Regions from separate parts of the Mus musculus genome. Here all the other regions are linked to region 5. Evidence: chromatin contacts called from public Hi-C, HiChIP or PLAC-seq and promoter capture Hi-C data. All regions are on one chromosome and are shown on one strand. The core of a region is the stretch at or near the end of the contact, and the rest is flanking DNA. Distances in the headings are between cores, read along the strand shown. Region 1 has its middle 94 kb from the start of Gm52636. Region 2 has its middle 200 kb from the start of Gm52636. Region 3 has its middle 120 kb from the start of Gm52636. Region 4 has its middle 250 kb from the start of Gm52636. Region 5 holds the start of Pdgfc (platelet-derived growth factor, C polypeptide). Region 6 has its middle 260 kb from the start of Pdgfc. Region 7 has its middle 220 kb from the start of Gm52636.

The links. Promoter capture Hi-C pulls out the DNA fragments that hold promoters and counts their contacts. A called contact is a pair of places that touch in the nucleus more often than the background predicts. HiChIP or PLAC-seq counts read pairs in DNA pulled down with a chosen protein or histone mark.
Region 1: a Hi-C map of nephron progenitors shows a contact between it and region 5, with 4 times the contacts expected there. The contact joins the enhancer-like site here to the promoter of Pdgfc in region 5. A contact is called at or near these places in 14 of 39 promoter capture datasets (the 3T3-L1 cell line, 3T3-L1-derived adipocytes, the C10 cell line and 9 more), 1 of 15 datasets of contacts at CTCF or cohesin (the NIH/3T3 cell line), 6 of 484 Hi-C or Micro-C datasets (embryonic stem cells, nephron progenitors and uterus), 7 of 115 datasets of contacts at active chromatin or transcription factors (bone marrow-derived macrophages, craniofacial prominence, embryonic forebrain and 3 more) and 2 of 9 other capture datasets (embryonic stem cells and liver).
Region 2: a contact with region 5 is called in a promoter capture Hi-C map of liver, with 11 times the contacts expected there. The contact joins the enhancer-like site here to the promoter of Pdgfc in region 5. A contact is called at or near these places in 19 of 39 promoter capture datasets (the 3T3-L1 cell line, 3T3-L1-derived adipocytes, the C10 cell line and 13 more), 2 of 15 datasets of contacts at CTCF or cohesin (large pre-B cells and pro-B cells), 16 of 484 Hi-C or Micro-C datasets (the AML12 cell line, the C2C12 cell line, adipose-derived mesenchymal stem cells and 7 more), 14 of 115 datasets of contacts at active chromatin or transcription factors (the NIH/3T3 cell line, bone marrow-derived macrophages, embryonic limb bud and 5 more) and 4 of 9 other capture datasets (adipose tissue, embryonic stem cells, liver and 1 more).
Region 3: a contact with region 5 is called in a promoter capture Hi-C map of second pharyngeal arch cranial neural crest, with 3 times the contacts expected there. The contact joins the enhancer-like site here to the promoter of Pdgfc in region 5. A contact is called at or near these places in 4 of 39 promoter capture datasets (3T3-L1-derived adipocytes, HPC-7-derived erythroid cells, frontonasal cranial neural crest and 1 more), 6 of 484 Hi-C or Micro-C datasets (astrocytes, cortical neurons, embryonic stem cells and 1 more) and 9 of 115 datasets of contacts at active chromatin or transcription factors (the NIH/3T3 cell line, bone marrow-derived macrophages, craniofacial prominence and 4 more).
Region 4: a FOXA1 HiChIP or PLAC-seq map of pancreatic cancer cells shows a contact between it and region 5. The contact joins the enhancer-like site here to the promoter of Pdgfc in region 5. A contact is called at or near these places in 8 of 39 promoter capture datasets (the 3T3-L1 cell line, 3T3-L1-derived adipocytes, cranial neural crest and 4 more), 9 of 484 Hi-C or Micro-C datasets (adipose-derived mesenchymal stem cells, cumulus cells, embryonic fibroblasts and 3 more), 7 of 115 datasets of contacts at active chromatin or transcription factors (the NIH/3T3 cell line, bone marrow-derived macrophages, embryonic stem cells and 3 more) and 1 of 9 other capture datasets (liver).
Region 6: a contact with region 5 is called in a promoter capture Hi-C map of second pharyngeal arch cranial neural crest, with 2.3 times the contacts expected there. The contact joins the enhancer-like site here to the promoter of Pdgfc in region 5. A contact is called at or near these places in 14 of 39 promoter capture datasets (the 3T3-L1 cell line, 3T3-L1-derived adipocytes, the HPC-7 cell line and 9 more), 5 of 484 Hi-C or Micro-C datasets (bone marrow-derived macrophages, embryonic fibroblasts, nephron progenitors and 1 more), 8 of 115 datasets of contacts at active chromatin or transcription factors (bone marrow-derived macrophages, embryonic stem cells, kidney and 1 more) and 2 of 9 other capture datasets (adipose tissue and liver).
Region 7: a contact with region 5 is called in an H3K27ac HiChIP or PLAC-seq map of heart atrium, with 7 read pairs. The contact joins the enhancer-like site here to the promoter of Pdgfc in region 5. A contact is called at or near these places in 9 of 39 promoter capture datasets (3T3-L1-derived adipocytes, embryonic stem cells, frontonasal cranial neural crest and 5 more), 1 of 15 datasets of contacts at CTCF or cohesin (large pre-B cells), 1 of 484 Hi-C or Micro-C datasets (stem cell-derived neural stem cells), 7 of 115 datasets of contacts at active chromatin or transcription factors (bone marrow-derived macrophages, embryonic stem cells, heart atrium and 1 more) and 1 of 9 other capture datasets (liver).

The regions. Positions count from the first base shown.
Region 1 is chr3:81,534,742-81,537,441 of GRCm38.p6, reverse strand. No RefSeq gene overlaps it. Among named protein-coding and RNA genes, the nearest start is that of Gm52636, 94 kb to the left of the region's middle. Within about 2 kb of position 1,446, at least 26 of the 459 cell types and tissues checked have an H3K27ac peak or open chromatin away from gene starts, as enhancers often do. A contact at or near this core is called in craniofacial prominence, nephron progenitors and uterus, where this site is marked.
Region 2 is chr3:81,426,122-81,428,821 of GRCm38.p6, reverse strand. No RefSeq gene overlaps it. Among named protein-coding and RNA genes, the nearest start is that of Gm52636, 200 kb to the left of the region's middle. Within about 2 kb of position 1,366, at least 1 of the 459 cell types and tissues checked has an H3K27ac peak or open chromatin away from gene starts, as enhancers often do. A contact at or near this core is called in liver, where this site is marked.
Region 3 is chr3:81,507,383-81,510,082 of GRCm38.p6, reverse strand. No RefSeq gene overlaps it. Among named protein-coding and RNA genes, the nearest start is that of Gm52636, 120 kb to the left of the region's middle. Within about 2 kb of position 1,267, at least 5 of the 459 cell types and tissues checked have an H3K27ac peak or open chromatin away from gene starts, as enhancers often do. A contact at or near this core is called in embryonic limb bud, neural tube and second pharyngeal arch cranial neural crest, where this site is marked.
Region 4 is chr3:81,376,242-81,378,941 of GRCm38.p6, reverse strand. No RefSeq gene overlaps it. Among named protein-coding and RNA genes, the nearest start is that of Gm52636, 250 kb to the left of the region's middle. Within about 2 kb of position 1,266, at least 48 of the 459 cell types and tissues checked have an H3K27ac peak or open chromatin away from gene starts, as enhancers often do. A contact at or near this core is called in the NIH/3T3 cell line, adipose-derived mesenchymal stem cells, embryonic fibroblasts and 2 more, where this site is marked.
Region 5 is chr3:81,035,113-81,037,812 of GRCm38.p6, reverse strand. It overlaps Pdgfc (platelet-derived growth factor, C polypeptide), which reads right to left and starts at 1,397. Exons shown (of 6, transcript NM_019971.3): 1 at 259-1,397. The coding sequence starts at 376.
Region 6 is chr3:81,291,925-81,294,624 of GRCm38.p6, reverse strand. No RefSeq gene overlaps it. Among named protein-coding and RNA genes, the nearest start is that of Pdgfc, 260 kb to the right of the region's middle. Within about 2 kb of position 1,339, at least 12 of the 459 cell types and tissues checked have an H3K27ac peak or open chromatin away from gene starts, as enhancers often do. A contact at or near this core is called in second pharyngeal arch cranial neural crest, where this site is marked.
Region 7 is chr3:81,407,787-81,410,486 of GRCm38.p6, reverse strand. No RefSeq gene overlaps it. Among named protein-coding and RNA genes, the nearest start is that of Gm52636, 220 kb to the left of the region's middle. Within about 2 kb of position 1,331, at least 6 of the 459 cell types and tissues checked have an H3K27ac peak or open chromatin away from gene starts, as enhancers often do. A contact at or near this core is called in heart atrium, where this site is marked.

The DNA.
Region 1 (2,700 bases), core at 197-2,696, 500 kb before region 5:
CGAGGGACCAGCCACACAAGATATAGTATAGAATAGAGTTTATTCAGGGCATGGGGAGGGGAGCTAAGAGGGTAATAGAGGCAGAGAAAGGCAGAGAAAGAATAGAGAAGTAGATTCCAGCCATGAACACATGTAGAAAGGGGGGAAGGAAATGGGGAGAAGGGAAAGGAAAGAGCAAGGGAGCAAGAACCCAAGAGAGCAAGAAAGGAACGAGACAGGGAGGAGGGGAAAGCATCTCCTTTTAGAGTGGATCAGGCTTACCTAGATGTTGCCAGGTAACTGTGGGGTGGAGTTTAGACAGAATGCTAATAGATAGTGCTGTGGAAATATCTTGCATGTCATTATGTCTATGTCTATAGTTTAGTTTTGAGACAGAGTCTTGCTGCTTGAACCTCTGATCCTTTGGCTTCATCTTTCTGAGTGCTGGGATTACAAGTATGCATCCTCGTATCCAGCATGAGATAGCTCATGTCTAATAAAGTTATTTACCGAAATAAAGTGATATTCTGTTCCTAGTATTGCATCATTAATAAAAATGCTAATGAAAATTACTAAATTGTGTTTGATAGCAATAATTAACGGGGGCTGGTGAGATGGCTCAGCAGGTAAGAGCACCCGACTGCTCTTCTGAAAGCCCTGAGTTCAAATCCCAGCAACCACATGGTGGCTCATAACCATCCCTAACGAGATCTGACTCCCTCTTCTGGTGTGTCTGAAGACAGCTACAGTGTACTTACATATAATAAATAAACAAATCCTTAAAAAATAATTAACTTTAAGTTGAAAAAAGTTCTAACTTTGAGCAGTTTTACCATTGTACCTTGGGGGTGGGATTGGCTGTTACTAAGATTCTCTTTTATATTTTGTAGGGAAGTAGTAAGGATGTTATCTTCTTTCTCTATCTCTTTGTTTATTCTCTAGACACTTTGGGTTTTTTTGAACCATTTTTCTTTCTGTTTCCCTCATTCTTTGTTTTGCTTTGTTGTTTCAAACTGAAGATGTACCACATTATAGAGGGGTTTCATGTGATAATATCTAATAAAATATGAACTAATGAGTGGTTATGGAAAAATAGGGATTTTGTTTTTGGTTAAATTTCCAACGACAAAAGAAGAAAAACAAAACAAAACAAAGAATCTCCAAACCCTATCACATTAGGAATGTGAAGGAGGGCTACTTGTCAAAACCAGAGGCTCCCTGACTCTTTGCTGGCTTCAGCCCCTTCGAAGAGATGGGAAACAAGTCTCATAAACCGGAGGTTGGTAGGAAAAAAATGAACCAAACACACTCTGAACAGAAAGAAACTGTTCCCTGAAGGGTTTTGAAAGGAGAAGAATTTTAACTGGGTCTTGAAATAAATGCTTCTGACATTGAACAAAAGGAGACTCAGCCCTCTGGCCACACAGCAATGCTCTGGGGCTACTGGGATGTGTCACTCTGGAATTTCACAAGCTAGAGCAAAGCAAGGAGGCCATAAAGATGAATGGCTGCCTGATTACTGGGATCAAAGGAGGGGGCTTGTTAAAGAACTGTTTCCATTCCAAATCTAAAAGTCCTCTAAATTCAGTTCATTTTAATCTGGAGAAGATTTAAGGATGTGTGTTACATGATAGCACATCTACATTTAAGGTCCATGTCCAGGAAGAAGAACCTCTTTAGAAAGCAGTAATTCTAGGCTGTCATTTTACTGTGAGCTCATAATAGGAAAAATTTATGTTGTAATCTCCCTGATAAAGTGCAATAGCCCAATAAACTGAGTCAACACTAAACCTTGGCCCAGTCCTTAACCTTTACATACCTCTACCCCCTTCATCTGCACAGTCTAAACAACAGGCGAATTGCACATTAACTACTCTGTGTCTACACTGTGCGGCGGACTCAGGAGATAAAGCTCATTCCAGCTCTGGGTACCATGATCCATAGGAAGTCACAGTCAGGTTATCTGCTGTTGCTATGGCCTTGAGGCCATGAGGCTCTTAGCAGCCTAGAGAGCAGCATTCACCAGGAACAATGAAGGTGTTTGCATGATGCTCCTAAACCACTAGAGAACGCTTTCTCCCACTTCCTAAATATTTCTCCATACACTAGTTTAACAATTCCAGAATCATTTCTCTTGTATTATATTCCATTATCCTATCCATAGAGGTCACTAACAAGCCTGCAGCAAACTCATGAATAGCTCTGACAAGGCACAGGTTGGTCCTTCGATCCACAAACCTAAATCTAGCTAGTATTTGTCACAGCTCTGTATGTGCGGTCATTTTGTGTATCATCTGAGATACCTCATGTATTCATCGCTTAAAATCTCATGAAGTAGATGGGGTTATCATTCCATCTTTTTAGCAATCAGTAGCAAAGTACAAACATTAAACAATTTTCTCTAATCTATACCGATACTATGGGCTCTAGAGTGTGGGGAATCAGGATGGCATCAATGGCCATTAGCCCAATAGGAGTACTGTGAAGGGTTTGATTTATAAGCAAAAGGTTTTCTCTATGTTGTGGGAATTTTCACTAGAGAGAGAGAGAGAGAGAGAGAGAGAGAGAGAGACAGAGACAGAGACAGAGACAGAGACAGAGAGACAGAGAACTCAAGCAAGTATTCATTTCCATGTTTCTTTAAAACTTTCTTTCTGTACTTGTTTAAACTTGTGCTGGTGGAAAAAGAACTTCAGTAAAGCCATGTTACATTTTTCTTAA
Region 2 (2,700 bases), core at 117-2,616, 390 kb before region 5:
GGGCGTCTCTGGAGGAAAAACCAGGAAAGGGGAAAATTTGAAATGTAAATAAAGAAAATATCCAATAAAAGAAAATAATTTACAAAAAAAGAAATATAAATAAATATCTAATAAAAAGTATAAGTGAGTTCCTAGTTATATAGAGAGAGACTCTATATTAAAAAATAAGGCTATAATGATTGAGGAAGACATGCAACATTAACTTTTGGCACACACACACACACACACACACAAATACACTCACATGCACAAACACACTCACATGCACATGCATGAACATACTGGGAAAATATTCTCATATATTCCTTTATGCATATATACATAGTAGTTACTATATATGACTTTTCATAGTAATTAAATCTAAAATAAGACATTTAATCATACTAGTCTTAAAATTGTATTACTTAAGATATAGCAAATATAACATTATGATGAATATAAGCATATAATGACTAAAATAATATGAACATTGTTTCTCTTCATAGACTTACAAGTATTTTTATCAAAATTAGCATAACATGTGGCTTTAAATAGCTTATATTAGTGTCAGTGAGCATGTAAATTAGTGATGATATGAACAGAAAATAGAATTTTCATGTCATCTTGCTACACCATTCCAGAGTAGATTTCCAAAGAATTCCATATCCTACTACTAAGTTGCTTGCTCATTTATCAGTGATAGAATTGTCCCTAGTGCTTAAATAGTAGGTGCATCCTAAATAGTAAGCTTTCAATAAATGTTCATTTAATTGATGAAGCTAGAGTTTCACTTGTGGTTCCATTAAGTCCTTAGGCAGTATCATTCCTAAGGAAAGTAAGAAAGCCAGGCACGTGTGTGTGTGTGTGGTGGTGGTGGTGGGGAATATTATTGCAGTAATAGTAACTCCAAGGTCTGGATATTAGGGCATCTTTATCATGTCTGAGAAACAAAGGATACTAGGATTTTATACCTAGGTGAGACAGAGGAACCAAAGTAAGAGGTGAGATCAAGGACATCTTGGAGGAAGGAGTTATGGCAGATGATATTGAATTTTACTTTTAATACATGGATAATTTTGGGCAAGAACCTGAGATAATGTTTTATAGGCTGTAAAAGGATTGTATCCACAGTGTACCAAAAACCCTGTAGGGATCACTGAGAGCAGAGATTCAAGTAACAAAGTTGCAATCTTTCAGGTAAAGGACTCTGGTCATTTAGAACAACTATTAAGGCAAGCCTCTACATGTACTTCCAAATGCAAATAGGCTGGTAGAGTGGGAGGGAGTCAGAGACAGATAGACAGACAGACAGACAGGCAGGCAGGCAGATAGAAACTCAGAGAGGGAGAAAGTTGATGAATTAGATGTGAACTGTGACAGAAAGAGTGCAACCAAAGGTGACCTCAGAGGTTTATTGACTGAGCAAATAGAGGAATGGATTTGCAAGACGATAGAAGGGGCTGATTCATAGAAACATTTTAAGATTTTTGAGATGCTCATGAGAGATATGAAACACACAAACAAGAAATTCAAAGAGTAATTGAATGAAATTATCCACCAATTTTCTCTTTTCCACCCAGACTTCTATTCATATTCCAACATAAAACTCGCACCATATTCTTGATCAAAGTTGAAACCACTCAGTAAAATCCTCAATTTATCGCACATTATAAGTATATTTACATAGACACATTCAAAATAAATTATTACCATCTCTTCTATGTAAGAAAAGATTTAACCATGATAATCTGGATGCTTGAGTTTGTGAGTCAAACAGTTTCTGAGAGCCAAAACATCAACTGGAACCATTTTTTATTAACTGGCAGTGCAGATCAATGCCCTACATAGATATGATGATTTATTCTTTTTCAAAATGTGCCAGAAGGAGGGCTGGCACGCTTTGTATGTCAACAAGGATTACTGGCATCTCGTTTGGTATTTATCCTTGACTTACTTTGTAGAAGGCAGTACAGGAAAAGCCCTCAGGATCACTGATCTATGGCAACAGTGCTGTAAACTTCCTGGTAATCTGGATGCAGTTGAGTCCCAGACTTTTGTCTGAATCTCTGACCCTTGTACTAAACTAAGAGAATACTTGCAGAAGTTGGCAGGAAGACTGTGACTTCAGTGACAGTGCTAGTTTACATGGCATATGCTTGGGGTTTTGTTGTTGTTGTTGTTGTTTTCAATTTTTTATTAGATATTTTCTCCATTTACATTTCAAATGCTATCCCAAAAGTTCCCTATACCCTCCCCCCCACCCTGTTCCCCTACCCACCCACTCCCACTTCTTGGCCCTGGAGTTTCCCTGCATATAAAGTTTGCAAGACCAAAGGGCGTCTCTTCCCAATGATGGCCGATTAGACCATCTTCTGCTACATATGCAGCTAGAGACACGAGCTCTGGGGGTACTGGTTAGCTCTGGGACTCTGGCATAGCTTCACAAGAGACAGCTATAACAGGCTCCTTTCAGCAAAATCTTGCTGACATATGCAATAGTGTCTGCATTTGGTGGCTGATTATGGGATGGATCCCCCGGTGGGGCAGTCTCTGGATGGTCCATCTTTTTGTCTCAGCTCCAAACTTTGTCTCTGTAACTCCTTCCATGGGTATTTTGTTCCCTATTCTTTTTTTTTTTTTTTAAGATTTATTTATTTATTATATGTAAGTACACTGTAGCTGTCTTCAGACACTCCAGAAGAGGGCATCAGATTTCGTTAC
Region 3 (2,700 bases), core at 18-2,517, 470 kb before region 5:
CATATGTATATATTTAAGGAGGCATGGAAAGTAATAGATCTCCCTGTGACTTTTTCAAAAGGTTAGTTATCCTTTCCTGTATTCCTTCCCTCTACCCTGCTGACACCTATCCCATTTACCTTTCATGTTTCAGTATTCCCATAGCCCCTTTAGACCAGTCTGTTCTATCTCCCCATATTGAAAGTACCTTCACATTATCTCTGTGAATATTCCATATGAAACAAATACATCTAATGATTCAAAGGTAACTCATAAATGAGAGAAAATATGTGCTATTTTTCTTTCTGGATCTGGGTTACTTCATTGAGAATAACTGTTTCCAGTTCTATCCATTTAACTGAGAATTTCAGAAGTGTAAGAAGCTACATCAAAGATAGATATGTTATAAATTTTGCTGAGTGAGTGACAATCTAACTTTTCTTTATATAATTTAATTCTTTTTCTAAATGTAATAGGTTCTTAGTATTTCAATAAGAAAAGGTAAATAGTGCCATTTAACAACAGGATATTCTTAAAACTAGTTGTATAGCTTTATTATGTTCTTAAATAATTACTTTGTATGTTTTAAAACTTCATTCACCGTTTGAAATTTTGAATGGATAACAGATATTGTTCAAAGTCACCATATGACTATCTCTTAAGATACAATGAAAATCTTCTAGAATATATTCATAGCACATGATTTTATCCAAATGGGATACAAACATTAAGACAGTGCAGCATTAAAAATATTTCTTCTACAACAAATATAATTTTAGTATAAAACCAAAACATATTTTTTATCTTTTAAAAAGATAAATGTTTATTTTTATACTATTTTAATGGTCTGATATCTACATCTTTTCCATTAAAGATCATGGTTCTAAGATATTATCTCAAAAATCATCCTTTACCCATGCATATACCTTTGCACTGTGTCATTGCATGTATAAAAAATGGGGGAGATTTAACTTGCTGAAAGCTCTCTCAACTGCTTGACCTTAACCCCTAAAGAAAAAAGCGTCTTCTACTTCTCTCAATCTCATTTTTCAGATGTTTTAGCTTATACAGGAAGTAGACTTATTCTTTACTATAAGGTCTTTAAGTTCTCAGGAGCTCTTCTTTTGGACTTTAATTTTCTTAGTTCCCTCCAACAGTTTTATTTTGTTTTGCTTTTCCTTCTAAAGAGAGACTATACTTCCCTCTTTATTTCCCCTGTCATTGAAATAGCTTTGCAGGCCAGCCACTAAATGGTAGGTCTGCAGGACCTACCATATGTTTCATATAAAGTTGCCAGCCTCCTCTGGTGTTATGTGACAGCTTCCTTGAACGCTAAAGACAAAGTGCATGCACTCTTTATAAAGAAGAAAAAGACATCTGAATTAATGTAAATTTACAGTGGCCAAGGAAGGGCACAGAATAATAGAGAACTCTGTAAGTGCCGGCTGAGTTATAAAGGAAAAAAGTTCAAGGGAGAGATGGCTTAACTTGTTTAACAGGGCATTGGAGCCAGCCACTGGGGAGTCTTCAGAAGGAGTAGAAAAGACCAGGAAATTGAGGTTGCTTAAATATTGCACTGCCCTCCATAGGCAATTCAAATTAAAAATAATCTTAATGTCTCAGTAAGAAAAATAGAATCACACTCTTCAAGGAAAAGTGATTCTCTGCCAGAAAGGCTTCCTGTAGCTCTGCAACTTTAATGTGAAATCTTTAAATCTTGTCCTTTACAGAAATACTCATTTCTTCCTTATTTCCATGATGTGTTCTTTCTTTGTTTGTTTCTTTGTTTCTTTGTTTCATTCATTCTTTCTTTCTTTCTTCCTTTCTTTCTTTCTTTCTTTCTTTCTTTCTTTCTTTCTTTCTTTCTCTCTTTCTTTCTTTTTATAATAAGCTCAACACACATGTAAAGTCCAGGATGACAGAGAAGATTAAGAAAATGGAATGATTGGAAAGGAAACAAATAGATAAATTATGCCTTTACTGTCTCATCGATTTCATTATTATTACCTTTCATTCTAGTTCATGAAAATATACATGGAAAAATATCATTAAGGAATCACAGAAGAGGGGAGAGAGTGGGAGTACTGGATGCGGACAGGAGGAGATGAATCAGAATCTGGGAGGCTGAACTGTGGCAGAATGTAGGTAGAGTGCTCAAAATTTCCAGTTACAAGAGGGAGTGTTCTCTGAGAATAGACAATGGTGTTAAAGGGGATTTTAATAAGTCTAAAAAATACTAACATCAGGATATGTTTAAAATGTATTGCTGGAGTTTTTCAATAAGTTTATCTTCTAAATAAACAAGACAAAGGAACTTTCAGAGTTTAAATATGACATGATGGGCTTTTTGAAACCGATATGCAAGCAACCCTTTAGAGAAATAACACAGGTCTAGGGTACCATGGCCTCCATAGTCCACTGCTTCAACACTGTTTTTACACAAGACAAGCACAGGTCAAGGATACTATACATGTTTGGTTATCACTGTGAGTACCTTGTAGAAAAATCTTTATCATTTTCTGAATCTGGAAGTCTTGACCCAAAGCTTCAATTGCTAAAGTCAGAGTTGTGGGAAGGCCAGTAACCATGGAAAATTTTACCTCCTGAATAAGAACATAAAAAAAACTATGGTACTTATCCAAAGAGAAAAAAAATCTAGAAAAGTTTGATAAGAAAATGGAATTTAAGTGCTATGTGTTCTGAGTAGATTACCCAGCTCAA
Region 4 (2,700 bases), core at 17-2,516, 340 kb before region 5:
AAATGACATTGAGAGAAGAATGAAATGATGAGCAAGATATGGTAGCTTAGATGATAAAATTGCTCTACTTTTCTTTTTACAGAAGTAAATAGCGTCTGACTACATGTTTCTTTTTGCTTCTTTTTCTAAAAAAGAAATTCTCTGTTGAATGCAAGCGTTGGTTCAATTATTTGTATTGCAGCTACTATATTTCTAGGATACCCAAGAGTCTCTAAACACATTCAAACACACACACACACACACACACACACACACACACACACACACACACACACACATACACACACACAGGGAACGTGAGTACCCAACACCCCATCATATGTCATGAAACATATCTGTGCATAAAGTCAGGGAACAGTGTATTACTCTCTTTCGTAGATTTACCCCACCCCTGCCAAAAGCAACTAAATAGTTATATCACTGCTGAAAGTAAATCTTTTCAAGGTCAGCTTTAGACTGTCTCAAAAATAATACCACTCCTTGAGTCTTCAAACAGGAGTGGAATACTGCCCCTTAACTACTCCAGAAGCATTAGCGAAGGTAAAAGTCACATAAAGAAGAAAGGTTTCCTTCAAAATGTAAACCCTCTCTTCACAAAGCAAGAGCTCTAATTCATCTAATTTCTATGTGGGTTCAGTTTCCAGTCACAGATGTCATTTGGATGTGATAAGGTCCCAGAAGACACTGATGCTGTTTAGTGCTTGCTACACACCCACTTATTGTGGATCACCTATGAAATGCAAAGCCCCTACCAGTAATACATTGGAAAGGACCTCTTTCATATTTTCTGTTAAGAAATGAGGTTCTTCTCTCCCTTGCCCATGCGTACCTCTAAATATAACTGTTTGTAAAATAAGTAAACTGAAAGAAAGCAACTCTTTTGAGAAATGACCTAGGTCAGGAGGCTTCCTGGGTTTTATTGCTACTTCAAAGCAAAACCAGATAAACTGGCTTAAGGTATAACTTTTGGCCTTTGGTGGAATTCCACACAGCTGTCTGAGTAGCATATGTTTTAAGACAGATCATAGGATTTTTGCATGCTTTCTGGTCCATCTATATTCTCTGCTCAGAGTGGTAAGGATTTTCTTTTTCCACTTCCCTAACACACCAAGGACTCTGGTGTCTCTGGGCAGTTCATTCATCTTTTCAGAAAATCACATGAGAGCTGTTAAGTCGGCTGCCCAATTTAAACTGTTTATGTTTCCTTTCCAGGATACTCCAACCAGTGGGATGGACCGCAAGCAGAGCCTGGCAGCAGGAATGCTGCAAGTGCCTGGATGCCACGTGTTCCATCTCCTTTAGATATCCTTGACTCATACATCCTGTCTGGGCTGATGTTGGTTTTCTGATTGCAGAGTGTCTGGAATGTTCTCAAATGCACAAGCCACCTTCCAAGGGCAATTGTGTATCCCTGGACTTTTCTATCACTTTCTGATTCCACTCAGGGGTCTGAATGAAGTCAAATTTTCATCAGAAAATGAAGACTTTGCTTAAAGACCCTTAGCTGTAGTGTCCCATAGAAAGTTTAACTAAAGAATCTCTAAGCATGAGATATGAACAAGATTTATTTTTTACATCAGAGTGGTTATAGTAAAGTTTTAAAGAGAAAATTTTTATTCCTAAAGAGAATGTAGGTGGCGCATGCCTTTAATCCCAGCACTCGGGAGGCAGAGGCAGGCGGATTTCTGAGTTCGAGGCCAGCCTGGTCTACAAAGTGAGTTCCAAGACAGCCAGGGCTATACAGAGAAACCCTATCTCGAAAAACAAACAAAAAAAAAAGGAAAAAAAGGAGAATGGGAAAATTGTTTTTGTTATTGTCATTATATTTAATAAATGATCCATATAGAAAATAAATATCACAAGTGAAGCAAAATGCTTATGGATCTTCTCTTAACATCTGTGCCAAATTGAAATTTCTCTGTTTGTTCAACTGTAACAGTAGAAATCCTGGGAATCAAATGGGAAATGAAACAAGCAATCAGTTGAAATAAGAATATTAGTCATAATTGGTAGTCATAATGGGATATTGGTTTAAATATATTGGTCCTCTTGTTTTGTTTTGTTTTGTTTTGTTTTATGTTGACTGTTCATAGTAGAATGTGTGATTAAACCCTAAACAAAAAGGAATAGGACAGGATAAATGATTAGGTTTCTTTTCATACTACCTTATGTAACTAATGATATCTACAACCTATTTTGTTTGACATTTCAGTCAAAATTCCTGGGAGATTCATACTCACAATTCTCATAACCAATACTTTTAACTGAACAAATGTTATTAAAACTACAAGGTATAGAGGCAAGTAGCTTCCATTCTCTTCTTATATTCTGGAAAACATTTTAAAGACAACTACATATATAAAGAAAATGCCCAGTAGCCAAAACCAAGATACCTGACAGTCCATGTGTTACATTATTGCAATACTACCATTTATGATCCAGCTTTTTCTTTATGAGTCCTTCTCAATTGCCGCATCTTTAAGCTGAGTCAAAGAGAAAAGAACATATATCCTTTTTCCAGTGTGAAACTCTGAATTCTTAGAGGTCAGCTCTGGTTCAAAATTAAATCCCAAATGGAGCTGAAAGGATGCAAAGGAAGAGTGGGATGTGTTGCTGACAGACCCAACGTTTATCTTTCAGGACAGGGTTGGTCTGCAATGACAAATTATCCCTTGCATTCTCATACAGTTTATCTTTTCC
Region 5 (2,700 bases), core at 148-2,647:
TTCCATAGCCCATGCGTCCTCTCCACTCTGAGGTTGCGGGGCACTTCCCGCTCCCTCTACTCAGTGAGCTTCGGAAGTTGCAAACTGCCGAAATCTGCCCCCACCCCAGAAAGTGCACGCGGACTCAGGAAACTCCCATCTGCAGCGCCAGAGACCCGACCATCAGCTCCACGACTGGAGGACCCCACATGCCACCGCACAATGCCAACCCGAACGCACAGCGAGACGCGGGAAGGGGGAGGAGGGGGCGATACTCACCGTTCTGTTCCTTGTCGCTGGAGAGCTGCAACTTGCTGCTCAGGTTGGACTCAGCCCGAGTCCCCGTTCTTTGGCCGGCCAGGGCAGATGTCAGCAGGAGGAGGCCGAGGAGGAGCATTTGGCTGACTGGGGCGAGGGCTCACTCGCGGCGGGCACTGGGGAAGCGACGACTCCAAGGCTCAGCCCAGCCGGGGAAAGGCTGCGCTGCGGTGGAAGCGCCTGGCCGGCTCTGGCAGCAGAGAATCGCAGGGTAGTTTCCACATAATCCCATCCAAAAGTTTTTCCTAGAGCCCTCTTCTGTGTCTCCAGTTTTTGAAAAGGATCAAAGCAAAACCTGGACCTGAACCAGTTTCCCAAGGTTTAAACAAATCCTGAGCTGTGCCGAAGTGCGGGGGGTGGGGGTAGGCGAGGGAGGAAAGAAGGGGTGGGGACGCGGGGGAGCGGCGATGAGTCGTGGCGACTCGCAGGGAGCACCTGTCAGTTTGGGGGACAGGACACAGGCGAGGACTCGGGGTCCCGCCAAGCCAGACTGGAAGCCAGGTCGGCAGCGAGGCGAGCACCTTGGGATCAATGACAAAGCTGCTGATCGGGGCGGCAGGCGGCGCCCCACCCCCACCTGGGGGGAGGGGACCGTGCCCTGCGAGTGCCGCGCGGGTCCCGGGCGGGCAGAGAGGCCGCGGGGACGACTCGGGACTGGCCCGGATCCACCGCGGAGCCTCCTCCTTGCTGCAGTCGGTGGCCACCGAAGTTCCCTCGGGTACCGGCGAAGTGCTGCGGGAAGCCGGGAGAGCTTGGGCGGCTCGGAGTCGCGAGCGCTCGGATGCCTGCCCTAAGGCAGGGCAGGACGCAGGGCTGAGGAGAGGTGGCGGCTAAGCACGGGCGGCTAAGGGAAGGCCTGGCTGGCCTGGAGGATCGCTCTTGTCCCCTCCCCGTCTCCACTTTCCCCCAGCGGGCGGCGCGCGGGGCGCGGGGCTGGCGGCCGGGCGGGCGCGGGGGGCGCGGGGGGCGCGGGCGGCCAGCTGGCGGGCCAACAGGTGCTGGCGCAGACAGGGGGCACTGCGGGCCCCGCGGCAGACGGAGCCCACACTGCGGCGAGGAATGCCGCCAGGCGGCCCCCAGCTTCCTTTCCCCTGGGCGCCCCTAACCCCAAATAAGGAGTCTGCGGGCTGTTCAAGGGTGCTGCAAACTCAGAGAAAGAGAGAGGGAAAAAAAAGTAGGAGAGGACAGCCACTCCTTCTCTTCTGGCTCTCCCTGGCTGTAACTTGTCTTTCATTCCTAAGGGGATCCCCACTCCCAAAGCGCTTTGTCAGGACTCGTGGCCAGAGTTCTGCACTGAAGGAGGGAAGTTGAACTCAAGATGCTTCCAGAATGGCTCTGTCTGAAGGAGAATGAATAAATCAAAAGTAAAGATAAAGTCAGAGTTGTAACATGAATTGAAGCCATGCACCACTGTATCCACATGAACCCTGTTTGGAGAGGAACTGGGGTTGGAGGGTACCACTGAGCAGAAGAAAGAGTCCCTGTCCTTTGCAGCTGGGTGCTGCATGATAATGAAATCTAGCTCCTAGAGTGTCTGGGGACATAGTGTGGCAATTTACACATAGGCTGTCCTGGAGCCCCTAATGTTTGAACTGGTTGCCTTTATGCACGAAGTGCTTCGTGCTGAGACTAAAGTTCCTATGGGGTTATCTAGAATGAGAAAAACATGTTAGTAGGGCCTAGGGTGGTTCCATGTGCAATACATGTGTCTCTGATAGGATTCCAATATGCTTTCCTTATCAGAAAATCCTCGTGAAAGCGTTGAAGGCACAGTAGGGTTTGAAATCTAAACAAAAGATGCATCTTTGGATGGAGGGGTAATAAAAAAAGAAAATGAAAATAAGGAAAATAAAAATAACATTAGAGCAAGCAAATGCCTTGGTGTGCAGTCAGACAGATGTATCACCAAGTACTTAGTTGAATCAGTCAGGGCATGCAATCCAACCATAGAACCAAGGTAAACATAATCCTGAAACCGGGCATGACCTGGAGACAGAAATAAAAGATGGGACCAGTCCAAACGATAAAATGTTAATCTTTTCCTTTGTTCTTGGACACCACTGGGGCCTACCAAACAACCCTGTTCTAGCCAGGTCTCTGTCCTCTTCTCTCTTCCTTCAAATGAGTACTTGACAGGTTGTTCATTATAACTCCTGCTTGGCATCCAGGAAGTCCCCGGGACCAAATAAAGAAAGATGCTGTTCTCCTGTGAAATCCTTACAAACCTGTTCCATTCATTCATTCTTATCTGTGGGATTTCCACCTTTACAGTGTTGGATAGAAAGTCTCTTGCTTAGACTTTAAGTGTATGGATGTTAATGGTACAAGCCTTGTTACTTTATTCAAGTTAGCAGTGCATCATCTTCAGTGCCATTCCATTGTGACATACGTGTATTCCAAAAG
Region 6 (2,700 bases), core at 90-2,589, 260 kb before region 5:
GTGAAGCTTCTGACAATACCTTTTGGAATCAGCACAATATTTTCTCTCTCCCATTTTATTTTCCCTAATTACAATTAATTAATTTTGATATATAGTATTTTTAAAAATGAACTAATTCGGGGATTCCATGTATGGCCCAGGATAGCTTGAAACCCGTAGTCCTCCTAACTCAGCCTTCCAAGGTCTGTAAGCACAGGTACTACATTATCAGCATAGTCATCTAAGAAAGAAAAGAATGAAATGAGAAGCATAGTTGGACACTGTGTAAATCTAGAGGCAAGAACTATTTATATGTATAAAATATATTTTAATAAATTCTCAGTTATTTTATTAGAATATACTATCCAATTTCTCATTTTGTATGTATTAGAATTACAACACTTCAACATTTGACTCCTACTTAAGTAGTGTATTTGATGAAAGCTATAAAGTTTTACCTTAATGAAAATTCAATACGTTAAAGGTCTTTTGTCGAGGTACACAATAACAGGAAATTAAAAAATACTACATTTAAGCTGCACATTTTCTCATCGCATAGGAACACATGAGGATGATCAGGAGATAATACTCCAACATATGTATATTTCATGTTTTTAACTAAATGTATTTTCAATACACAAAGCATAGAAATCGTATACATATAATAGTGTGCCACGTGATGCACGTACGTGTTAAATAGGTGGTAGTGTATACCACAGTGCTGCAGAATACATTTAAAGGACAATCTGAGAATTTTAACTACAATGACATCTGAACAATTTTAAAATGCTGGGACTTTTCAAGCTTGCAATATTCACATTTTATGATGAGCCTTTCAAAGAGTAAAGTGAATGAAGCAGTGCATAGTTTTATGAGATTCTTGCAGAGGTAAGTAAGGGAATCACATTTGCAGGCAATCCTCTAGTCTAAAGCATGGACCCAGAAGACACTCCACCTACGGGGGGCTGATGGTCAAACCTCTCATGGATTACTGCAAACCAGGAGGGAGTGTGGATGGTCAAACCTCTCATGGATCACTGCACACCGGGAGGGAGAGCGAACTCTCCTGTTCAGGGAGGATGTCTGGTGGTTCACACACAAGATTTATGATTTGAAATGATTAATCAGCAGTGACCATGATTTGTTTTCAAAGAATTTCTCTTTGAAATGGACCTTGATCTTGATATATTGCTTTGGGTTGATCTACACAGGAAGAAAAAAAAAGTGGCACCAAACACTGCCAGGGCTTTGAGGGGAGTTTTATGTGATCATTAGATTTCAAAGCCATGCTCTTGGGGGTAATCTTCCACCTGGAGACCTGAGCATGACTGTTAAGGAAACTCCTTCTTCCTCTTAGGAACCCTCCTACTTACCTCCCATTCTCTCTTGATCCATTTGAAAAAACACAGTGATTTTGCTTTGCCCTGGGAGGGTTTTGCAACTTGACATCCATTCACTTAAAGCAATTCACACAGTGACAAAAGGAACCTTGTGGGTTGAGGGTGTGACTGCTAGGCATAACAAGGCACCTCTCTTCTATTTATTTTGAACTCAGGCTTTCTGTAGATGTCACATTGAATACTCAATGTGTTTTCCATTGCATCCACTTCTAGAGCACAGTAAGAAGCATGTGTTTTTCTCTGAAAAGCTTTGACATTTATTGCTTTTCACAAATTGTGATTTTCATATACCAACGACTACTGCAGATATGGTAGGGAGAAAAAGCTATTGCTTTTCTTATTTTTTTTTTAAATAAAAGCTAGAGAAATCCTTTACAGTTAACATTTGTACAAACGTGTGTGTGTGTGTGTGTGTGTGTGTATGTGTGTGTGTGTGTGTGTGTGTGTGTGTGTGTATGTGTGTGTGTGTGTGTGTGTGTGTGTGTGTGTGTGTGTGTGTGTGTGTATGTATGTGTGGTAGCAGCAGCTGCTCATGGATTGAAGGAATCTCTATGGCATCAGCAGACAGGAATTATATTTCATTCAGCCCTTTGCCACGGTAAAGGAGTCAACAAGATCCAGATGTTTGTTCTGGGTGTTAAAGTGTGTCTGCTTTGTAATCGTTGTCTGAGACCCAAGCCCTTGCTTTATAGGGCTTGAAAAATTGATTTCACCCAGCCTTCAGTCAGAGCTACAGAACTCCAAATATTTTCCCATTAATCCTTAGAGTAAGAAACTCATGATGTGCTTAGGAGTATCAGAATTCCTGAATTCATGGGAAATTGTAGAGTTTACAAGGAAATCCACTTTGGAAATGAAAAATGAAGCTGTATGCTGACATTTTCATAACGTGTCAGACCAGTGTTTGAGAATATCATTAATGTTTGAGAATATGATTATAATTTGAAGATATAATTATTGATTGAAAATATCATTAAACTCATAAAGGTGCAAGGTTTTTCTACTGATGTACACACACACACACACACACACACATCAGTGCAATTTTTTCAAATAAGTGGTGAGATTGTGTTGGAGTGTGTGTGTGTGTATGTGTTTGAATGAAAACACAACTATGAAAGATAAGGACAGTTGCTCCACTGTAATGAAAAGCTACAAGGTCAAGAAATTCTCACTCTTTGCCATTAAAAGAAAGAAATGAGAGAAATCATACTACAGTAAAGAAAACAGGCAGATTCCTCTCTTCATTGTTTCTACCCCAAATCCCATATTTATTCCTTGCTGAAATTAAAGATATGTGCCTATTTGTTCTTGATGGTAT
Region 7 (2,700 bases), core at 82-2,581, 370 kb before region 5:
GCACTTAAGCAATGTTATAATTGTGGAACACTAATTACAGATCAACCTTATGACTCCACGGAGTCTCCTATAGGCAATCAATTCAACTATCTCTTAAGCACATCTATTATAAAAGTATCATTTGTATAACTATCGGATCTGTTGACAGCCAAATTTTGGGTTGTTTTTTTTTTTTTATGATCTTTTGTGCCAATTCCTTAAAATTACTATATTTAATCTCTTAGACACATCTGCTATTTCATTCATGCTATTTTCGCTTTAGGTGCTAAGGATAGGACACAAAGATGCTAAGCATCTGTTCTGTCATTAAGACACACACCCCATTCTCTGTTCTGCATGCTACTGGATTACATTACTCACACATTTTAAACTTCTGCTCCTTCTGGGTTTCATTCTTAGTGCTTCCTCCTTTTCCTTCTAGTATGTCACCCAGCCACTAATTAATTTTCTTTTATTGGTGTCTTCTGTAAAGTTCAGAATTATACCTAAAGGTCACAAGTAGAGCCTCCCTAAAGACTGGGGTTTTAGTAAACTTTACTTAATGCCGAATCTATAAAAAAAATGAGCATTCTCTCCACATTAAATGCAGTTGGTACATACTTGATGAACATATTAAAAATTGATGGTATACCCTAAATATTTTTCATACTACACATAGTTTTCTTTGTGAATTTATCAAAATAAGTCAACAGTATCTCTTACTCTTTCAACATATTTCCAAGGCTCTGTCTATAACTTGAGTGACTTGAAACAGAGAGAAAGCATAATGCTTGAGGTGCTCTGATGGTAAGTTGGTTTTAATGTCTATATAAATTTAGAGCAGAGATTCCTCTGTATGCTGTTTTCTGAAAGAGCGAAACACTTGTTGGAATCCATACATTATAGTATTGAGTGTGATATAGATGAATGGGGACCAGGGTGCCACTTAGTTGTAGAATATGTGTGAAACACTTAGAACTCTGGATTGCACCATCATTGCTAAAACAACCTTAAAAGATAAAATGTAGAGAGTTTATCTTTTAATTAATGTTTTCCCTGTCACAGTATGTAGCCTCAGCTGGTCTCAAACTCAAATCCTCTTGCAATGGTTTTCAAGAGCTGCAAGGATTACAGGTATAAGCCATCAAAATTAGTAAGAGAATATGTTTTTTAAAATATATTTGTCAGTATTAACCTGTGATGTCCAAAACTTTGCTGTGATGTGTAATGCAAGTTTTATTTTATCAGGCACTTTACTTTTGCAACCACAATGTACAAAGGGTCAGGACCCAGTAGTGTTTGCTTGTCTGGCGCCTTAGGAACAGCACTTCTCTGTCAGCTCTAATTTCAAGCCTTCCTTTCTTTACTTTAGCATGTGACTGCAGAGAACCTCCACACCCATCCCCAGCCTGCATTTCTCTTCCCCTCAGTCCTCAGAAGCCTTTAATTAGCAGCTTACTCTAATTATTACACTTCATCTACTTGCCCTGCTAATTCCTTGGGTCCCTACCCCCACATCTGCACACTTGGTCTTTTTCTTCTCTGACTACAACTCAGTATTCTTAAATTATAAAAATGAGTTATTTCCAAGTGTGTTTTCTCTGCATAAAAGAGCAGTACAAAGTGATCAAAGGAGAAAGTGGTTCTCCACATGCAGAAAATTACAATGGACATTGCTATATCATCCGAAAAAATGTTTTAACAGACAAAAGTCTTATTCTAACCTCAATGCTATATTCTATACTCTGTCTTGGTCTATGAAGCTCAGACATATAAACATTAATAAGGACAACACTGTTAAATGTTCTCTGTGTAAGAACATATTAAAAATGAAATGACAGAAAATATTCCTTAAAAATTTTCATGGACAACTTTCTCAACAGCCTGTACTTTTCTGCCATCAAAAAAAAAAATCACTTATATAGTGACCATAGATGAGAGGAGAATAAAGACAAGGTGGATTTGTATGTATCAGACCATTCTATGGGTGCATTCTTTTTCCACTTTGAGTGGAAAGTGGAATGTATGATTCCTTTAGCAGATTTCATATCTTCATTTAATATCTGCAAAATAGCAAAACTAAGCTTACAAAAGCTTGTTACTTTTGCATTAGTCTATGTAAACAGCAGCTCCATAAACATGAAAACACTTCCATGGTGACAAACCACACTAATCTTGATAAACTTAGCTCTCGCCCTTGGCCTGCCCCTTTTCTTCCCACCTTCATCATCAAAGCCGAAGTCCATCAGCTCTGCACTGGTAGCTGTCTTGAGGGATTTGGTCCAGATCACCTTGACCAAATGTTCTTTGTCTATGTGATAGGAAAGCAGAGCTTTGCAACAAAGGCAAGAAGGGTTTGCATTCTTCTTAGATTTCCCAGAAAGGAATCCTGAGTGGAGAGGTGAGAGGAGTGATCTGAAGATTTGCCTTCAAGCTCTAATCTAAAAATAAACAAACAATTTTCCATGAAAATTTGAAAATTTCCAACTCTTTTAGTAGTGATGATAATGATGGCGACGACAATGACGACGAGGATAACGAGGATTATCTTACCTTTGATGAGCCTGTATGATTCTGAGTTCTAAGTATCTTTTTATACTTAGACTAAATAATAGGGTTTTTTGTTTGTTTGTTTGTTTGGTTGGTTGGTTGTTGTTTTTTGTTTGTTTGTTTGTTTTTGTTTTTGTTTCTTTGTTTTGTTTTGATTTTTTTGTTGTTGTT